Regions from separate parts of the Sus scrofa genome. Here region 1 is linked to region 2. A link is a contact called in public Hi-C data. All regions are on one chromosome and are shown on one strand. Each heading gives the region's core, a stretch centred on a gene start, on an enhancer-like site or on the middle of the called end of the contact. The rest is flanking DNA. Distances are from core to core; before and after follow the strand shown. Region 1 overlaps TNS3 (tensin-3). Region 2 holds the start of TNS3 (tensin-3).

Region 1 (3,952 bases), core at 642-3,141, 84 kb after region 2:
TGGAGAGGAGAGGTTGGTGCCAGGCTGTGCCCACAGGACCTGGTGACCTCCCGTGACCCCTGCACCTCATGACGTCATGCTCTGCCAGGCGGAGGTTCCCTTGTGACCACCTGAAGTGTTTGGGACCCAGCAGCCAGGAAACTTCACGTGGCCCTCCTGCCCTGACCCCTTGGCTGTTGGCCTTGCTGCTCATTTTTCTGGGCCTTTTCTGGTAGCACATTCTCTTCCTGTTTATTGCCGTGGCTTAGAATGTGGCCATGGAAGTTCCCATCGTGGCTCAGTGGGTTAAGAATCCGATGCAGTCTCTGAGGATTTGGGTTTGACCCCTGGTCTCAATCAGTGGGTTAAGGGTCTGGTGTTGCCACAGACTGCAGCATAGGTCACAGATGCAGCTCGGATCTGGTGTTGCTGTGGCTGTGATGTAGGCTGGCAGCTGCAGCTCCCATTCTACCCCGAGCCTGGGAACCTTCATATGCTGCAGGTACAGCCCTGAAAAGAAAAAAAAAAAAAAAAGGTGGGCACCAGGTTTGAGTGATACACTGACTAGAAATGACAGGCGGTGGGGCTGAGAGAAAGATCTGGGAGGCAGACCTCCCTCTGTAAATGTCAACTGAGCTGATGAAACCTGCAAACAAGGCTCCCAGTTTCCTGGAAGCCGGCGTGAGAGGGAAACCGCAGTATTGGCCTGTGCCTTATCAGCAAGGAGGGAAAAAGCAAATCAGTGGAGAAAGTGCCACGTGGGAAGCTATGCCAGGTGTTGACTGTGGCCGGGGACAGGTCCTGCACGACAGCTGCACGGACATGCTCCCGCCCATGGCCAGGTCCAGATGAATTCTTCTTTTAGAGGGACGTCGGACACAAGCTTTGAAGTGCAGCCTTCTCAGAACCCTTGGCATTATGTGGCTGCGGCTGTTGGCACGGCATTTAGAAATAGATGCCTTATTGTCGCTCTGGGTTACACCTGCGAGACGTCCATGGCATGTCATCTCCTGGTTTGTGGAGTGGATGACTCGCTGGTTGTTGAGATAACTACGGTAATCTTTAGTGGTGGGAGAGGGGTCAGGCTCTTTGGGACTGGGTCACGCGCATCCTCTAGTTCTTTCTATAGGTGGACCTGCTTGCTCATGTGCATGTGGCACAGACTAAGACTAGAACAGTGAGTGGGGCTTGAGTCAGCTCGGGGTCCCACCTAGGCTATAACCGTGAACTGAGACCTCCCACTTCTGGGGTCCACAGCCATCTTCTGTAAAGTGGGGACGCCCCCCACGTCCTCGAGGGGTGCTCAGGTTGGGATGAAATAACATAGGGAGATTCTGAGCCTTGGCTCTGGCGCATGGAAAGTACACAGCGAGTGGGAAAAAGCCTCATGTGTTGTTGGGTGAGTTCAAGGGGGCAGCGCAGCCTTTGCTGTTTGCATTTTGGGTTTGCCCCTCCTCTTGCCATCTGGTGGGGAGAGAACCAATTTGATGGGTTCCGCAGCATGCTCTCTGCTGTGGTGGGGGCGGGGTGGGGTGCAGGGACCTTGACCGCCACGTCTGGGACCTTGAATCTGGCAGCCCCTCGTTTGTCGACATAGAGGCGGTGGAGAGCCGATGGCAAAGAGCCTGTGGTCGGGATGCGGGGGTGTGTGTGTGTGTGTGTGTGTGTGTGTGTGTGTGTGTGTGTGTGTGTGTGTGTGTGAGATTTCCTCCAGCTGGTGGCTGGTGGCTTGATTGCAGGATCTCTTCACGACTCGGGGCTCTGAACGTGGCCTGACAACTTTTTATTGATGTCCGAGGCAGCCAGTGTTGTTTGTTTTTCCATCTTATCTTTGCCTTTCCAATGCCGTCGGCCGCAGGAGACAATTCGTAGCCGTGCCCCAGCGGAAACGCTTTCCCGGGGCTGGTGGAGGGTTTGTGGGGACACGGCGTGTCCACGTGCAAGAACCGCCCCCACGGCCGCACCCTCGGTCGGGAGAGGCCGATTTGCGTCTGAGAAGTTCCTCCACTTCAGAGCCGCCGCCGTCCTTGAAAGGGGCCCCAGCTGCCACTTTCCGGGGGCCACGTGTGGGGGGCAGTCCAGGCAGTGCCTGACTCGGGACGCAGGTGCAGGCCCTCACCTGGCGGCTGGCACCACTCGCCCATTGTTTTTGCCCGACCATTGTGGTTTTTCTACTGGAGGAGAGGTTGAATAAGAATAGCTTCTGAAATTTGAGTCGGCTGTTTACTGAATTTAGCTGGCTTTATTTCCTTTGTTTAATGACAGGGAAGACAATGGGTGGTTTCTGTCGCAGGTGACATTAGGAGTCAGATTACACAGGTGGAGGCTGGTTTCCACCCTGGGATCTGACAGCTACACCTTTGTATTTGTGTGTGTGTGTGTGTGTGTGTTGTTCGCTTAAATTCACAAAGTCAGAGGAAGTGATCAGAAGCCATGAGGGTCACAGGAGGCCAGCGTGACTGCTACGTGTTCATGAGCCTGTGCTGTCACGGTCACATTTCCCACCAGTGGCCCATGATGGGTTCTCTCAGAAGTTTTGACTTTTTTCAGCAATGAGGTTCTAGTGCACAGCACAGGGAACTACATCCATTCTCTTGGAATAGACCATGATGGAAGATCATATAAAAAGGAGATATATATATATATATATATATATATGTCACTTTGCTGTACAGCAGAAATTAGCACAACATTGTAAATCAACTGCAGTTTTTTTAAGAAGTTCATAAAAAAATAAAAACATAGGCAAACACATGATACTAAATTTGTGGTTACCAGAAGTGGGGGTAGGAGGAAGGCAGTTAAAAGCTACAAGTTTCCAGTTACAAGATAAATAGGTACCAGGCATATAAGGTACCACCTGACACCTATAATTAAGACTGCTATATGTTACATGTGAAAGTTAACAGAGTGGAGTTCCCGTTGTGGCTCAGCAGGTTAAGAACCCAGCACAGTGTCCGTGAGGGTGGGGGTTCGATCCCTGGCCTCGCTCAGTGTGTTAAGATCTGGTTCAGTGTGGTAAGGATTTGGTTTTGCCGCAAGCTGCAACTTGGGATGCAGATGCAGTGCAGATCCTTCATGGCTGTGGCTGTGGCGTAGGCCTGCCACTGCAGCCCCAACTGGCCCCTACCCTGGAAACTTCCATATGTGACAGGTGTAGCCCTAAGAAGGAAAAAATAGTTAAGAGAGTAAATCCTAAAAGTTCTCATCACAAGGAAAACATTTTTTTCCCATCTCTTTAATTTTGTACCTATGTGAGATGATGAATGTTCACTAAACTTACCGTGGTCATCCGTACCCAACATGTGTAAGTCAGATCACTACGTGGTCCCCCTTGACGTACACGGCGCTGTTGGTCAATTACGGCTCAATGAAACCGGAAGAGAAAACGATAGGAAAAAGTTGTGATTTATTTCAGAAAGAAGGCCCACCAAACTGGATGACTGGAAGTGTGAGATGATGAAAAGGAAGCTACTTGGGTGATACTTCCTTTATTTTATGGCACAATTAGGTAGCAGCGACACGTTGCCATCTGTCAGATGGATGCTGATCTGTAAAGAAGTGTGACTAGAGCCTGTGGAACAGGGTTCTCTCCCGCCGGCTCCCGTCCACAGCAGGCTGTCTGTATACCTGGCTTGTCCTCGTCAGTAAGTGTCGGTATTCAGTCGGCTCCGGGTTATTCCTTGCTTGCAGGTTGTTGCCACCACTGTCGTGAACTTGAGAGGCACAGACGGGGGTCTGCCTCGCACAGCAGGGTTGTGGCTGAGCTGGACACGTCGTTTTCTAAAAGTCACAAACACCTGTCCACGTGTGTGTGCAGCACACTGTCGGGAGCCACAGTTGGCCTGTCAGAGCCTGTGTATCTCATACAAACATATTGGACCAGAAGAACCAGAGGTTAAGTGGTTTCAGGCCAACAGAGACTTGCACATTTCATTGCTCTTTAATCGCTCGGATCGTCAGGAAATAGAGA
Region 2 (3,862 bases), core at 32-2,531:
TACCTATGCCACAGCTGCAGTGATGCTGAATGGATTTTGTATATAGCCGACAGCATTTAACGTTTTACCATGCAATGCTCCATGGTCACAACTAAAGAGTCACTATTGGGGCATCTTTTTTTTTTTTGCTTTTTTGGGCTGCACCCTCAGCATATGGAGTTTCCCAGGCTAGGGGTCTAATCAGAGCTACAGTTGCTGGCCACAGCTGCAGCTGCAGCAATGCCAGATGCAAGCCGCATCTGAAACCTAACCACAGCTCATGGCAACGCGGGATCCTTAACCCACTGAGCGAGGCCAGGGATCGAACCTGCAACCTCATGGTTCCTACTCAGGTTCTTTTCAGGTGCACCGTGATGGGAACTCCAGGACATCCTTTTAACTCAGGTCAGCGGCTTATTCAGAATCCACGTCTTTGCCCCTGCTGTCCTTTCTCTGCCACGGGACCCCATCCAGATCGCTGGCATCTCTTCATCGTCTCCCCAGGCTCCAGCGCTGTGAGTTCCTCAGAGTTCCTGAGCTTTTGCCGACCTGGACAGTTTTGAGGAGCCCTGGGCAGTGTTTTGCAGGATGTCCGTCCGCTGGAACACGACTGATGTTTGCTCACAGTGAGGCTGGAGCTCCCGGTGACTGAGAGGAGGGAAGGTACTTCTGACTCTAGAGGAGGCGACCTCCAAGCACATGCTTTTCACTCCTCAGATGTCACCCGTGGAGGACCTGAGGCTGAGCGACAGAGTGAGGGGCATTTGTCTTTGAGGGATGTTGGCATCTATCTGCTCCCAGCATCCCTCTGCCTGGACCTTCTTTCAGGTCCGCTCCTGGTCTGCCTACATCGTGCTCATTTCTCCTCTGCTCGTTTGAAGAAGCCATGTGACTTCTAAAGACAGACCTTCCAGGGACTTCCAGAGCATCTTGGGTTTCCTCTGCCAGGGTTATCTGCTGCTTTACATCTGCACTACCCCCCGTGGACTGTAAGCTACGGGCTGGTAGCAAGGTTTCGATTTCTTAGAGCACAAGCATTATAGCTCCGAATGAATGAATGAATGAATGAACCAGTTGTGTAGGAGCCAGGACTCCACCTGCCTAGCTGGGATCCGCCAGCCCGTGAACTCTTTGACCCTGGGCTGCTCCATGGGTCTAATAATTCCGGGGCCCACCTGGCCAACGCGGGGAGGTCCCAGAGGTGCACGGGGCCTCGGGCTCGCCTAGAACACGCCGCATTGTTAGGGCGGCCAGGCCAGGGGACCGGCCGTCCCGGGCGCGGCGGCGGCGATTGCCCGCGTCGCCTCGAGGGGCCCTGCGGCGGGCGCGGCCGCGAGCCAGGAGGACGGGCCCGCCCGCTCGCTGCTCGCGCTGCTCGGCGCCCTGCCTGCTGCGGCCATCGCCCCGCGGGACCGCGCCGCCGCTCGCCCAGGTACTGGAGGGGGGCACGCGCCGCCAACCTCTTTGTTTCGGGCCCGGCGCCGGGGCCTGCGCCCTGGGCGCGGCGGGCAGGGGGCTCGGGGCGCGCGGGGACCTGAGCTGGGGGCGAGCGGGGGAAGAGATCCCCGCCAGGGTCCGGGAAGCCGGGAGCGCGGCGCAGGGACGGAGGCGGGTGGACGCGGCTGGGGCGTGGGCGGGCTCAGCCAGGGTCCGGGACCTGGGCAGGGGACGGGGGCGCGGGGACGCGGCTGGCGCGCGCGGGCTCGGCCAGGACCCGGGGACAGGGGCGCAGGGGCGCGGAGACTCCGCTGGGGCCCGGGCCGACGCGCTCAAGGGCCCGCGGGTCCGGGGCGCCCTGGTCGGCGGGCGCGAGCCGGAGCGGCACCGTGGCGGCGGCGCCCGGGTGGACTTCGCTCCTGGGACGCGTCTCGAGAGTCCCGGGCGGAGAGCCGAGCTGAGAGCTGCAGACGGGAAGGCTCGGGATCCTTCTCCCGCTCTTTGCAAGCGGGCTTTCCGGTGCGTCTCTCTTTTCCTTTGCCTGAGTTGGGCGGGAGGCGGGGGTCCCCGGGCCGGCTTCCTTCCTCACTGCTGAAGGAGCGGGGACCCGGCGGGGGGCGGCCGGGGCCGGGGCCACCTGTGGCACGTGCCTGCTGGCACGCCCGCGCTGTCGCTGACAAGCAGGAAGAGGGAGGGTCCGGGGCCCGGTGGGCGCCGCCAGGGTCTGATAGGTGAGCCGGGGGGTCCTCTGCTAAAGTGATTTGAAAACTCTGTGTGGCGGGAAGGGGCTGAAGATCGCCACTGGAATTCTTGAGACGGCGCAGCCGGGTGACCCGTGTTCTCCAAGGAGGTTGAAACAGAAAAGCCCAAAGAGTGTGGGGCCCGCAGAGACCTCTGTTGAGGGAGGTCACTGCCCACTTAGAAGCCCCCGAGACCCCGAGGGTGTCCCTGTCCTTCCCACACTTTGATCTTCCGGCAGAGCTCTCCCTCCTTTTTCCCTTTTTGTGATGTGAGTGCAGGACTGAAATAAATAGACTGAGGGTGCGGAGGTGAAAAGTCTCATCGCAGCTGCGTGCAGAGTCCCCAGGACCATCCATGCTGGCGTTTTGATATATTCGGTCTGTGCATTTGATTCTTTTTGAAGTGCTTTCGTTCGTACTTTGCCTTTCGAAAGAGATTTGTGTGTCTTCACGATTCTTCCCTCTTGAGAGCCTAGGAGGTTGTATTTGCAAATCACTCAACACGTATTAAGAAAGGCATTTCTGTGCAGAGGCCTGGAGGGGTCCAGGAGTCGCTGCAGCTGGAGGGTGGAGGGGACAAGGCCAGCCGGTGGAGAACCAGGGGACCTCTGCCCAGGGAGCTGACTGTGGGAACTGGCAGGAGGCCAGACTCCTGACCTCAAAGACAAAGTAATAGTAGTCTTACTTGGTCATATTACAAAGTCATAGTGACCCTGGAGACAGAGTAATAGCATGGTTGTAGCAAGTGTTTTCTTGAGTATTTGCTTGTGCTAAATGCTTTGCATGCTTTCACCCGAATAACAACCTTTGGAGGGAGCTGGGATTATTGCTCCGTTTTACAGATGTGCAAACTGAGCGGCAGAGCAAGGCTAAGTACCTTGCCCAAGGTGAGGAAACGCGGTGGTGGTGCAGCCCAGGATTTGGCCAGGACAGTGAGGTTCCAGGGCCCTGAATTTGCTGCTGCTTGTCTGACTGTCAAGTGGTTGCACGTCCTGACGGCACATTCCTCAGCCGAGGTGCCAAAGTTAGCAGCGGCTGCTGCGGCAGAAGAGTTATTCCTTTGCAAACCAGCAAGAAGACAGAAAAAGTAGCCTCAGGGCAGCACTGCCTGCTCCGGGATGCAAATTGACTTGGCCTTTACAAAGTGTAGCTTTGGCACCTATTGGATTCATATGGAGCTATTTGCAAATGTGAGCCTGGGAGCTAAGGGTCACGGGGTCAAAGTATGTTCCTGGGCTGCAGGAGATATTGCTGAGGGGATAAAAATGGTCAGGGAAGCAGGCAAAAGGCCAGAAAAGTGCAGGGAAAGGCCTAGAGGGGAAGATTTCTGACACCGCCCCCCTCCCCCGGGGGGTGGGGGGGGAAGGCGGGCGGTGGCCGTTTGCACCCAAGGCCCAGTTGACCAGTGAGTACGTTTGTTCAAGTGCAAAGCAGTTGGGGGCTGGGTCAGAACCGGTCTTCCCCACCCCTGCTCTCCGCGCCTGCGCCTGCGGTGGCTGTCCCTTCTCTGGGGTCAGTGGGTGTTCCTTCGCTGGGGTCAGCCTGCCCTTAACCACCACCAGGTTGGGGAGAGCCTTTTGTATCCCCTCCCCCCAAAACTCCTCTGAGAGGAAGTGCTAGATGTTTCTGCAAGAGAAGCAGCCAGCCTCCAGCAGGCAGAGGTTACTCTTGCATCCCGGCCCCGAGACCCCGAGGGGACCCGGCCA

The links. Hi-C and Micro-C count contacts between places; a contact is called where the count stands out from the background.
Region 1: a Hi-C map of liver shows a contact between it and region 2, with 4 times the contacts expected there. The contact joins the enhancer-like site here to the promoter of TNS3 in region 2. A contact is called at or near these places in 8 of 47 Hi-C or Micro-C datasets (alveolar macrophages, embryonic fibroblasts, epiblast stem cells and 3 more).

Annotation. Positions count from the first base shown.
Region 1 is chr18:49,042,635-49,046,586 of Sscrofa11.1, forward strand. All of the region lies in intron 4 of TNS3 (tensin-3), which reads left to right. Among named protein-coding and RNA genes, the nearest start is that of TNS3, 84 kb to the left of the region's middle. Within about 2 kb of position 1,892, at least 16 of the 83 cell types and tissues checked have an H3K27ac peak or open chromatin away from gene starts, as enhancers often do. A contact at or near this core is called in liver, where this site is marked.
Region 2 is chr18:48,959,657-48,963,518 of Sscrofa11.1, forward strand. It overlaps TNS3 (tensin-3), which reads left to right and starts at 1,282. Exons shown (of 31, transcript XM_021079356.1): 1 at 1,282-1,411.